Linked DNA regions of Mus musculus: region 2 is linked to region 1. The links are chromatin contacts, called in public targeted proximity ligation maps. All regions are on one chromosome and are shown on one strand. The core of a region is the stretch at or near the end of the contact, and the rest is flanking DNA. Distances in the headings are between cores, read along the strand shown.

What was found.
Region 2: a contact with region 1 is called in a targeted proximity ligation map of pancreatic cancer cells. A contact is called at or near these places in 3 of 39 promoter capture datasets (the SN4741 cell line and liver), 1 of 484 Hi-C or Micro-C datasets (B cells) and 2 of 130 datasets of targeted methods (kidney and pancreatic cancer cells).

Annotation. Positions count from the first base shown.
Region 1 is chr19:5,082,027-5,088,495 of GRCm38.p6, forward strand. It overlaps Tmem151a (transmembrane protein 151A), which reads right to left and starts at 3,465. Exons shown (of 2, transcript NM_001001885.2): 1 at 3,272-3,465; 2 at 1-1,075. The coding sequence starts at 3,346.
Region 2 is chr19:6,274,282-6,280,750 of GRCm38.p6, forward strand. It overlaps Ehd1 (EH-domain containing 1), which reads left to right and starts at 2,615. Exons shown (of 5, transcript NM_010119.5): 1 at 2,615-3,097. The coding sequence starts at 2,694. Gm14963 (predicted gene 14963) reads right to left here and starts at 2,297. Exons shown (of 2, transcript NR_168273.1): 1 at 2,012-2,297.

The DNA.
Region 1 (6,469 bases), core at 2,215-4,714:
CCGAGCGGCGGCAGCGTTGGCAGCCTCGCAGGTAGGCCCCAGAGCTGGCACCCATAACCACAGCCTCCGAGTAGCTGGGCACCAGCTGCCGGTTGGAGCAGATGTGCCACTCAAGCTCTGTGAAGTCCACGGTGGCCACGCGAGAGAGTGGTGGTCCGCTGGGCACAGCCCCTGGGGGCGGTGAGCTGGCACCGAAAAGCTTCTCCACTTGGTAGTGCACATGGGCTGTCCCATAGGCTGCCACCACTCGCAGTGGCCAGGACAGCGTGGCTGCAGACACCAGCCAGAAGACCCAGGCTCGGGCATACCAGGGTGGGCTGCGGGGGTCTGCAAAGACCATGAGGGACTCACGGAAGTCCACATCCTTCAGATGCATGCCCTCCCGGGCCTCTAGGTAGTCGTCCAGGCCCTCATTGGCACTGAAGAAGCGGGCCCTCTGCGTGAGGTACGAGGCCTCGGCCTCAGCACTCCCAAAGCTGAAGCACTTGGTGAAACGCAGCCGCGTGGCTGCGTGGTCTGCCAGGCCCACGAGCTCCTTAGAGACGTCACGGACACCATGTGCACTGTAGTCAAACTCACCCCGAGCTGTGCGACTGTCCGCCCTCTCATGGTAGACCTGTGTGGTGGTATAGGCGTCCCCATTGCGGTAGCGGGTGATCTGGCGTGTGCGGCGCACGTAGTGGTAGCTGGTGGCCTTCCACCAGACACAGGGCGGAGCCTGTTGCAGCCGGTGGATCAGGGCAAGCACTGTGTTGGCATCGGTGCGAGGCGCCTGGCATGACCGCACATGACAGTGCCAGCACTCGGCCAGGTAGAGGAGGTAGAGGAGGGAGACGAAGGCCAATGGGATGTACAGGTAGCCATCCGAGCAGGGACTGGCTGGGTAGGTGGGCGGTGGACCGCCAGCCCCACGAGCCAAGGCTGCCTCAGGCCCCAGGACCAGGCGGGGCACAGTGGCTAAGCGACACCAGGCCACCACAGCCCCACAGGCATGGATGAGCAGTGTAAGGAGCAGGCACTTCCAGTGAGACTCTCGACACAGAGAGCCTCCCAGGGACTGCTTCAGGGGCCGCTGCTGCGGGGTGGGCAGAGAAAGGAGAGGAAGATGTCAGTGGGGAACCACTAGTAGGAAGGAGGTGGACCCACTTTACAGAAGAAGAAACTGAGGCTTCTATTGATTGAGCGTTTTTTTTTTGCAGCAAGTCTCACAGTAGCAAACCTTGTTTATCTGTTATGAGCTTGCCTCCTCCTGTGCCCCGTGCCCTGCTGTTAGCAGCCCCCTACCCGAATAAGATCCCAACAGAGAAGAAATGACCCCGCCCCCCCTCCCCCAATGACTACCTAGAAATCTGATTTCTGGCAGTTGCTGTTCTGTCTCTAATCCTCTGTGTGCATTTGGCTACATTTTTACTCTCTCTGCCTCTGGATTTTGGTTATGGTGATCTAGGAGGCTGATGTGGTAAGAAGTGGTGTGTGTGTGTGTGTGTGTGTGTGTGTGTGTGTGTGTGTGCAGGCTAAGGAGCCCCAGCTCTACACCTTCTTCTCAGTGTGATTTGGGCGGACCCCTCACCTACTCCAACCCTGTTTTCTCATCTGCACACCTGGCTGTTGAGGATTCAGAGAGATCACATGTGGGAATTTGTTAGCACAGGGTCTGGCCCTGGGAATAAACACTTTTGCTGCTACCCTGTGGCTCCCACTGGTCCCCTGTTCCACAAGGGATGGCAGGAGACTCGGAAGAGGCTGTTAAGTCGGGGTGGGGGTGGGGGAGATGAGGAATGGGAGAGGTGTAAGTCTCAGGCCTAGGAGCAGATAGAGGGCCACCCTCCATCCCTAATCTGCTGAGGGAAGGGGTGGGACACAAGTTGCTGGGCAGCACAAAGTACTTTTTGACCCAAAGATCTTGGCATATTCTCCATGGTAGAACTGCCAGCCTGGCTACCTCAGCTCTGGTGTCAATAGAAGAGAAGGAAATGGGAAGGGGAAAGGGAACTGGAGAGAAAAGGTGGAGGGTATAGAGTGGGAGTCTGGGTAATGTCACCTACTCAGTCCTACCATACCTCGAGAGGCCCAAAAGGAGAGGAGACTGGCCCCCAGACCCATCCAGAGCAGCCTGGTCCCATGGTGCATGAAATTTACAGGTGCATTCTGCCACTTAGACCTGTGCCAGCCAGGGGCACACACCCACCCATCCACACCTCCAACACAGGCTCATCATAGACCCACCTACCACAAAGGAACACCATCGCTCATTAAGAAACAACAGAACCTCACTTATTTTCAGAGAACAAACATCAGGGCTGTAGCAAGGTACACCCACACACTCAAGACCACATCAGCACAGGGCATATGCACATACATGTTACACTCTGGCACCTAGACATGTAAGACCCTCACCTGACCACAGTGCATGCCTACCCCACCCTATAGCAACCTGACACCCACAGTCCATACTTAGCAACACACTAGAGAGGCACAGCATGAAATCATACACACCCACACTCTTGGGTGAAGACCCAAGGCAAGGGACCCACCAGAGGCTCACCTGACTACAGGGTATATATGTTTCTACTGAAGACACAGGGAACACATCACCAGAATTCTTTCACACACACACACACACACACACACACACACACCACAAAATGCATTTATATCCGCTCACACATGCAGACCACACACCACCCTGTTTTCCACACCTATCATCTTACACTTGGCACATCCTCCTAGCTAGAGCTGGGGAGGGGGTCTGGGGATCTCAGCCACTGGAGTGGGCCCTCAGTCCTCACCTGGGGGTGGGGGAGAGAAAGGTATCAGCAGGCTCCGCTCCTTTCTCTTCCGTTTTTCCCTCCCCCACCTCCAGTCCCTGCCACCGCTACTGCATTGCAGGCACCGCCCGACACCTCGTGAGCAACTGGGCTGGACTGGGGGCCTGACCCCATGGCCCAAGCAGTCACGGACAGCATCCCCGGCTGCGCTATGGAACAGGGACGTGTGGGGGCCACAGGGGCTGACGTCACAGGACAGGAGAAGATGGTTGAGGGGGCGTCGAGGGTCAGGGTCTCCCCTACATTCCTGCCATCTATTCCTGCCTTGACCTACGTGGATCCCGAAGCCTCGACCCCTACCAGAACGCTGTCTCCCCAATGACGTCATTGCTGGAGGGGCTCCGGGACTTTCCTCCTCAATCCCTCTCCGGGGATCGCCCCTCTACTTGTCCCCTTCACCTCTCTACAGCCCTGGCTTCTTTCCCACTACTCGCCCCCGGTACCTCCTCTCGCAGCGGCTCGCCGTCCGGAACGAGCGCGGGCACCTCCCCGCAGTCTCCACCTTCGCCCTCCGGCATGGTGTCCTGGCTGCTTCGGCTGCCAGGCCCTGGCTCGGGGCATGATAAGCAGGGGTGCGGGGGGGCTGCGGTGCGGCCCCGAGGGGCGTCCGCTCGGCTCGGCGGCCGCTGAAGAGTGCGCGGAGCCCAGCCCGAGCGCGGCGGCGTTGGCGGCCGCGGTGCCCGGCGCCCCGCCCTCCGCTGACCCCGCCCCCGCAGCACCGGTGGCGCCGCTGGCCGCGCCTGGCACCGCGGGCACACCCCATCTCCACCCCCTCGCCTGTGGGAAGCCCAGTCTGGACCGCCGGACGCCTGGTTTCTCTAGCCGCGCTCGCGCTTGCGACCTTGGGCGAGTCCTTGCTCTGCGGCACCCGAGTCTCCCCAACTGAGTAATGAAGACGGCCATGGTGGGTGGACGTCCGCAGGTTCCTCTCTAGGGAATAGGCCCAGCACTAAGCCCACCCAGACTTCACCCCATAAGCTTTGCTTGTTGACAGTTAATACCCAGAAGGGAAAGACAGTCTCATCTGCTGGATTACAGGCTGGTGGGCTGGAGCCAGGGCACCAGGAACTCTAGGCTGCGCGACTTTTGACCAGCATGTTCAAGCCATAAACTCAGCCTTTCTATCTGAGAAATGGGAATGATAATATGTTGGATTAAAGTCACTAGCATGTTTAGGCCAGGCGGGGGCGGGGTGTGTGTGTGATAGGTTTGCCCTGCATGGGACACCCTTTTCTCAGGTGTGTATAGCTCACGGGGCTGGTTTCTCACATTTCAGAGGCCTCAAATTCAGAGATTCACCTACCTCTGCCTCCTGAGCTGGGACTAAAAGTATATTTCACTGTCCTCCATCTTTGCTTATTTTGTGTTTACTTTTAAAATTACTATTTTATTTTATATGTGTTTTGCCTGTATGTTTGTCTGTACACCACATACAAGCAGTGCCCACAGAGGGCAGAGGAGGGTGTTCGATCCCCTGGAACTGGAATGATAGATGGTTGTGAGCTGCTGAGTGAATAATGGGAATCTAAGCAGGTCCTTTGGAAGAGCGACCATCTCTCCAACCGCACCCATTTGTTTACTTATTGGGCCTAAATGTTTTCTGGCTATTGTCTATATGTAGTTAGTGTGCCTGGGCACTAGGAAGACATAGATAGGTGTTAGGAATGACATAGTTCCTGTCCTCATGGAAAATATTCAGGGAAAATCTGATTAAAGAGGGGTTTAGAACCCAGACTCTAGCCATCACTCTGGGCCATGGTCAAGCCTCCGTTCCCTTTGTCCCTCTGTAAGGGCTAAAGTGATCCCCCCTTTTATTTTTATTTTTTAAAGGTGTATTTATTTTATGTATGAGTGCTCTATCTGCACGTACACCTGCATGCCAGAAGAGGGCATCAGATCCCATTACAGATGGTTGTGAGCCACCATGTGGTTTCTGGGAATTGAAGTCAGGACCTCTGGGTTTTTTTGATTGTTTGTTTGTTTGGTTGGTTGTTTTTTTTTTTTTTTTTTTCTGAGACAGGGTTTCTCTGTATAGCCCTGGTTGTCCTGGAACTATTTTGTAGACCTCGAACTCGTGATTTTGTAGGCTGGCCTTGAACTCGTGATCCTCCTGCCTCTGCCTCCTTCACCAAATCCTACCGGCGTACGCATCCACAACTGGCAAGATTTATTTATTTATTTTATATATACAATACACAATAGCTGTATAGATAGTTGTGAGCCATTGTGTGGTTGCTGGGACCTTCGGAGAGCAGTCAGCCAATGCTCTTAACCACTGAGCCATCTCTCCAGTCCCGATCTCCCCCCCCCCCCAAAATTAATTACATGTTAAATGTATTTGTTCTGTGTATCTCTCTCTGGGCGGGATGGTGCAAAGAGGTGCACTTTAACATAGCTCGAGTGTACAAATCGGAGGAAGATTTTTCGGAGTTGGCTCTCTTCTTCCACCGTCTGGGAATTGAATTTAGGTTCTCAGGCTTGGCAGTCTGCTGAGCCATCTCACAAGCAAGCTAACATGACTCTTAAAGGATTTGGACAAATGGATAAAAAGGGAAAGGCATATCTCCCGCATCCCAGGCGGAGGAGCAAAAGCAGCTGTTGGACAGCATGGGCTGAGTTTGGGGATCAGAAAAGTCTGACCTTATGCAACTAAACGCTGAGTAGTTAGTCAGCTGTAAGTATCCGAGGGTGTGTCATGCTATCTAGAGAATAGTACCTGACAGTCTGTGAGAGAGGGACCCTTGGAGGGATTGTCTCCAGCGACGATGGGAGTGGTTACAGCCTGGGTGGGAAGAAAAGAGCCTAGGAGACTAGGAGTGAAGCTTACGGGCCTCACTTGGAGATCACAGGACTGGTGATGACTCAGGAGACCTTCAGGAGACAGGTCACTACACCTCTGCCTCCCAAATCTCCCGGACCACTGGAGAAAGCGATGGAACAAGGCCCAGTACAGATTCCTGTCCCATGTATACCACCAGGACTTCGTATCTTCTGGGTGGTCTCAGTTTCTGTCTCCTGCCCCATGCGTGAGCGCGTGTGTGCGTGTGAGTGCGTGTGTGCATAACGTATTGAGCGCGATTCCAAACCCTCCCAGCAGAGGCCCTCGGGGATGAGCCCAGCGGCGGACTCTACAGGGCATTTTCAGCACCAGCCGACGGACAGCACCAGTTCTGAAAGGAGTGGGAGGGCGGAGGAGGAGTCAGCGTTCCAGGGCTCAGGGCCGCGCTGTCACTCTCCCGGTGCGGGCAACAACAACAATTTCTAGCAGGCCGGAGCTCCAAAACAGGATGGAGTGAATTGGAGGAAAGAGCACAGAGTAGGGGCAGGGATCAGTCAGAGCTTGACCGACCGCCGCATTCCTCTTGGACTGCATTGCGGCGGAGCCAGCTTTGTGCCCTGACTAGTTGGGTCGGTCAGGACTTTAATCTTCCTATTGGCGTAGTCGTGGCAAGGAGCGTCAAGCGCCTCTTGGCGCAGACGCGGAACTAAGTTACAACTCCTTCTCACCTATTGGCTGGTAGCGCCGCAAATTAGCCAGCCTACTAGTCAATCCGAGAACATCTTGAGTAGCTCCGCCCCCTATCTGTCGGAAGTTGAATATGACAAAACCCGATTGGAAGAGAGCTCACCAGTAGCCAATT
Region 2 (6,469 bases), core at 1,365-3,864, 1.2 Mb after region 1:
AGGATCCTCTGCCTCCGGCTCTTCTCTGAACCAGCCCTGAAATTACATCTCCGGGGCGGACCCTCATCTAGGCTGCGTAGGAGGCAGAAATCATTTAGCGTCCAAGGCTGGCCAAGGTCTGGACTGGGCTTGCCTGAGGCTCCTGTCACGAGTTGGCACACAGCTGATGGTCACAGCCCCTGTCCAAGAGCTTCTTCCTAAAAATGGGGGCCCGTGACTTCTGCGCCTTATTGTGATGGATGGAAAGAAGGCTAATGAGATGAGGGTTGTCGGGACAGCTCAGTAGGACAACACACTTGTCAGGGCTGTTGATCCAGGGCCCACATGGTAGAAGGAGAGAGTTGTAGAGGAACAGCTATGAAGCATATGCATGCCTTGCCTGTTAACTAAAACGCCTATGGCCTATGGCTTAAGAAGGAAATAGAAGGTGGAACATATGGAGGAGAAAGAATTCTGAGAGAGGAGGAGGTGGGAGATTTGCCAGGAAGATGTAAGGAGCATGCTACCTGAGCACAGGTAACCAGCCAAGGCAGAATGTAGGTTACTATAAATGGGTTCTATTTAGCTATGATCTAGTCAGAGAAGAGCCTAGCTTATGGCCTAGATCTTTGTAAATACATTATTAGTCTGAGTCTTATTCCTGGGAGCATGGGGCTGGGAGGAAGAATCAAAGTCTAGCCTCAACAGGGAACTCCAGAAAGTTGTCTTCTGACTTGTATCATGGCACACTCAACCCCTCCACCATGGTACACTTGACTCCCCCATGGCACACTCACCCCCTCCACCATGGTACACTTGACTCCCCCATGGCACACTCATCCCCCTCCCCCCCGTGGCACACTCACCCCCTCCACCAAAGTACACTTGCCTCCCCATGGCACACTCACCCCCCCATAGCATACTCACCCCCCCATAGCACACTCATCCCACCCCCCCATAGCACACTCACACCCCCATAGCACACTCACCAAATGGCACACTCACAATACCCCCCCCACCACACAAAAAAGGAGAAACTCCAGATCAAAGAAGAAGCCTGGCCCAGAGCCTGCAGGCAGGCTGGGATTTGCTTGTCTCTGGCAATGATCTCTGAACCTTCCCACCTTGCCTTCTCTGGATCCCACTTGACTGAGATCCCTCAATATACACACGGCTCTTTCTTCCTGTGAGATCCCACTGTTTTCTCCCCGCCTAACCCCACATAGGTGTCTAGCTCACAGGCTTCCAAATCAAAGTTTTCAAGTGGGATCCAAGGCTTTCAAGTTCCCATGATTTTCTGTTGGCTCTAGTGCTGTTGGGGATGGGCCCTACTGGCTTGTGCACGCTAAGCAAGTGCTTCTACCACTAAGCTATGAATTTAGCCTCATCGATAAATATTTTGTCTTTTTTTTTTTTTCTTTTAAGACAGCGTCTGTTGTCGAGGCTGGCCTCAAATCGATGGGTTCAAGTGATCCTCCAACCTTTCCAAACAGTTGAGACCACAACTGTGTGCTAAACAACTCCTCCGGTGCCTTTTAGACTTCTCCAATGGCCCTTAGATCCTCCTGCCACTTGGGTGACCTGATATTAGTTACCTAACAATCATAGTCCCCAAATCTCTGACATCACCCACTAGACACCAGCAGACACAGCCAAGGGGGCTTAGGTGTGGCCAGGTATGATGGTGGGGAACAGCTACCAACTGGAAACAGGTTGGGACTCAGAACGGAACAAGAGATGGTACTGGTGGTGTCCCTGACAGGAAAGCGGAAATTTTGGGGCTTTTAATTTCCCCTAAGTTCCCACAACATTTCATTGTTGCTCAACACTGCCCCTCTTCCTTACAAAGGGTATTTCCGATTTCACTTCCTCCAAACTCATCTAGCCAGAAAGCTGCAACTTTTTACCCCATTCCGCAGCTGGCACCGCCTTGGTGAAAACTCCCCGCTAGGTCACGTCAATTGTTTCCATTGCCGTGTCCCTCTCCCATCAGTCTGAGTGGAGTCCCAGCGCACTCTTCCTCCTTCCTTACCGATATTCCTCTTCCCGGTGTCCTGTACTCCCTCGGCTTTCCCTATTCCCGCTGTCCTGTCCCTCTCCAGAGTCGCTAAAAGACCAAAGGGTGAGGCTCCCGATGCTTTTGGGAGTTCCTAGCCAGCGGAAACACTGCAGTTGGGGAGCGCAGCTGAAGTACTTGGGGGTGTCCGGAAGCCCACACGTGCTAGATGGTGCTCAGACTTAGTACATCTCGACGCCAGACTCTGGCACCCGCGACCGCCACACTTCCACGAGCCATCCCTCGAGGGGCGGAGCAAAACAGGTGCGGTTGCCAAGGCACCGCAGCCACGAGCTCGCGATATTTGAAATCAGCTAATGGGAAGCAGAAGAGGACGTGGCACGCGAATGGGGCGGGGCCTGGAGGGCTCTTCCCCCGCCTCCTCTCGGGCCAGCCTCGAGGCGGCGGCCAGCGTGCGGGAACGCCGGGCTCCGGCTTATTATAAAGGGGCGGCTCGACGAGGTTCGCGCGACCCTCGGCAGAGGGCGCTGTCGTGGTCCTCACGCCGGCCCTCGAGCCTGCGCCTGCGCGGTGCGGGCAGCGCCCCGCCCCCTGCCCCTCTGCCCTCCGCCGGCCGGCCGGCCCCTCCTCGGCCGCGCGCCCCAGTCCCGCTCAGCCACCGCTCCGTCCTGTAGCAGCCAGCCCCGTCTCCGGCATCATGTTCAGCTGGGTGAGCAAGGATGCCCGCCGCAAGAAGGAGCCGGAGCTCTTCCAGACGGTGGCCGAGGGGCTGCGGCAGCTGTACGCGCAGAAGCTGCTGCCGCTGGAGGAGCACTATCGCTTCCACGAGTTCCACTCGCCCGCGCTGGAGGACGCTGACTTCGACAACAAGCCGATGGTGCTCCTGGTCGGCCAGTACAGCACCGGCAAGACCACCTTCATCCGCCACCTGATCGAGCAGGACTTCCCGGGGATGCGCATCGGGCCGGAGCCCACCACCGACTCCTTCATCGCGGTCATGCACGGCCCCACCGAGGGCGTGGTGCCCGGCAACGCGCTCGTCGTGGACCCGCGGCGCCCCTTCCGCAAGCTCAACGCCTTCGGCAACGCCTTCCTCAACAGGTACCCACCCCTTGCCCCCCAGCGCGAGGATACCAAAGGCCTCCGGAGCCATTGCCCCCAGCCGGCCTTTGTCTCCGAGAGCCCCCGCCAGACCCTAGGCGACCACTCCCAGGGACACCGGCTTTGCTGCGTCCCACTAACTACCCGAGAGAAGTTAGAGACTAGGCATCGTCCACTCTTCTGGCTTCTGTCATTCCCAGAACCTTCCAGGTTTTCAGTTTAACTCTCACATCCTCCTGCAGACCCCAGACCTACTTCCCACAGAGCGGGGGGCTGCTGTGAGAAGATGAACCATTGCTGTCCCCCCTTTCTTGTTCCTCATTCTGGAGGCACCCAGCTCATTCTCATGAATCCCCCTCCTCCTCTGGGGTCCGTTTTTAAAGTGTGTGTCCTGGGAAACCTCGAGACTTAGATGTTCCTTTTGCTAGTGTGTCACTCTCTGCGTCACATCTCCAGGGACCAGTGGTTTTGTGTAGGAAGGGCGCGGAGGCTATGCTTTGGTCTGCTGATTTGGGGGCAGCCCCCTTTGAAGGCAGGGGATGAAGGAGTCCCAACACCCCTCCTAAAAGCAGCACTTACGTGAATGCCAAACCAGCCAGGAGTACAGGAGACAACCCTGTCTCAAACACAACAAAACAAAAAAAGCTTAAGTCAGTGTTGCCTCAGGAGACTTCAGGGACTTCAGGGGGTGGTAACACTGTGGCTCCTGAAATGACCAGACCCATAGTCTAGGATAGATTGGATAGACTTCGTGTGTCTCCTGGAGTCTCAGCTTAACCAGTTCCCGGTGAGTTAGAGTCAGCCCCTCAGGATGCTATGAATGAATCACAGTGGCCTGCCTGAGGAGCTCTTAACACCCAGGATCTTTAAGGGCATTGGGGCATCCCAGACTCCTCCCACAGGAGGTATGACAGGACTCACAGACCCTGCCCTCTCTGCTCCCTCTTTCAAGGAGTGACTCTACATGCCTTTCGACTTCTGCATTCTGCCTAGGGGAACAGCCTTGGAAAGAATGTGAATCCTGCTTTCCAGGTCTCCGCCCTGTGTGAGCACATTCCTCTGTAGACACTGTCCGGCCCAACAGGGCGGGCCAGCTTGTTCTAGAGCAAGCTTGCTGCCAGGCCTGCCTCCTTTCAAGGAGCTGATCTTTAACGTCCTTTTGTCCCTTCTAGGCAATTTCAGCCTATCTTGTTTTATGATAATGGTGTGTGCTTGACAGCCTGGGTTGTATACTATGCTCAAGTCCCCTTAGCCTGGAGCCTTTGCCTAAGGATGTTTGAGCTTTGCCGCCCCTGTAGGTAGGCCATTGGCTCAGATTGCAGTTGGTGGGAGCCTTTGGTCTTGAGAGAAGTTTGGCTGCTGGGCTAAGGAGTTCGTTCATGCTTTAGGTCTCTGCCTCAGGAGAGACTGGAAGACTTGCTGTTCCAACTGCTGCTGCCTTCCTCTGTCTTCACCTCACTGTGAGGGCAGACCTCTTGTGAAATGAGGAACTTGGCACCTTCTCAGTTTCCCACCTGTGGAAATTCAGAACTTAAAGGGCTAGAGGACCGCCCACACCATCCCAGTAGCCCCCAGCTCACTCAGTAACTCATGAATCCTAGGTCCTGCTGAACTGTCAAGGTTAATAAGGCTGTGTACCCTGTACACTCACTACTACCTCTGTCCTCCCAAAAGAAACAACTTAGGAGGTCTGGCCTGGGGTACAGGGATCCAAGAACTATACATCCATTTCCTTCTTGCCACCACCAATTCCAGAGGGTCTCTAAATGCTGGTGAAGTCCAAGACCGGAGCTGTGTCAGGATGTGCCTCTGGCCAGGGAGGGCACAACAAAGGGGGCTTTTCTCTGGCTGATACAGCTTTTCCTGGAACTCTTAAAGGGACCCATTGAGTCATGAACTTGATTTATTAGCCCCCCCCCCCCAGGGCTGCTCAGAGATAGTGAGAGGAACAAATGGAGACAGGCATAAAGCAATCCCAAAAGGGGTTTGTGAACGCCCCTGCTTGCTTAGCTGGACCCACCCACTAGTCCTAAGGACTCAACTCCCCATCCCTGTTCCTAGGGAGACATCCTTACAGCCTCTTGCCTTTCTTGTGGTCCCCTTACCGGGCCTTGCGGAGTAGTGGGTTCTCATGGACCTGCAGATGTGCCTATGGGACCTCTTTGTGTCTGTTACTTCTCAGCGCCAGCTCCACTTCCACTCTGGCTTTCTTTCACTCTCTCTCCATTGAGTAGAGGATTTCTTCCCAGGCAAGGGGAATTGAGGTGTGGTGTGCAGTGACTTACAGCACTGGGCTCTGCTACACTTGGACACAGTGCTTTTTTTCCCTTTGGCCTGCTGTCCCCGGCCCATGGGGAGACTCACCATCATAACTTGGGGTGTGGAGCCACAGGAGACACTCACTTACTTGCTCCCCACTGGGGAAAGCCCAGTTTTAAGCCTGTATCTGGCAGACCTTGCGTCTGTATTTTCTTTGCTCAGAGAGCTTTTTAAAGGAGCCCTTTCTCTGTCCACTAAAGAACCCCACCCTTTACATCAGCTGATAGCTGCTCTGAGCTGTTCTGCTAAACTCCTAGCTCAACATGGAACTCTGATATGCAGCTAAGCCCTTACCCAGGGTTCACTAATATCCCTCTGTTGGCTTTCTCTTCCTAGGCTGGTTTTGACTTTGAAAGAGTGGTGTGTCTGTACCCCTTCCACAGCGCTGACTACTGCTGGCTCATTGCAGCTTCAAGCAGCTGGCTCCAGCAGCAGGGACTGTGGGCATGCTCAGTGGGAAGGTGAAGACCTGAGTTCAGAGTTCCAGCACCCTTTAAATATTGTACATACTGGAACTGTTTTTGCAAGCCTGTAATCCCAGCACAGGGGTTGGAGTAGGGTAGCAAAAAGAAGAGATCCCGGTACACCCTGGGGCCCACCAGCCAGTGAGCCTAGCTGAATCCGTGGGAGGTTCTGTCTAAGTGAGGTAGAGGAAGACACTTGAGGCTGTTCTCTAGCCCCCGTGTACCTCTGCCCACACACAGAAAGAGACCACGCTTCTTTTAGTGTGGGGGAGTTTAGCTAGATGGTTGGAGTTTCTTTTTTATCGATGTTGTTATTATTTTGCTTTGTTTCATTTTTCGAGGGTCTCTACATAACCCTGGCTGTCCTGGAACTCAACTATGTAGACCTGGCCAGCCTCACAGAGATCGCCTGCCTCTGCCTCCCTAGTTCTGGGATTAAAGGCATGCGCCGTCATGCCCACCTTTGTTACTGGTTTCTTTTACATTTATTTATTCTGTGCAAGCATAGTTGCTGCAGCACTTATGGTCAGCGGATGGTGTGGAGCAGCCTTCTCCCTCCACCGTGTGGCTCTGAACATTGAACTGAGGT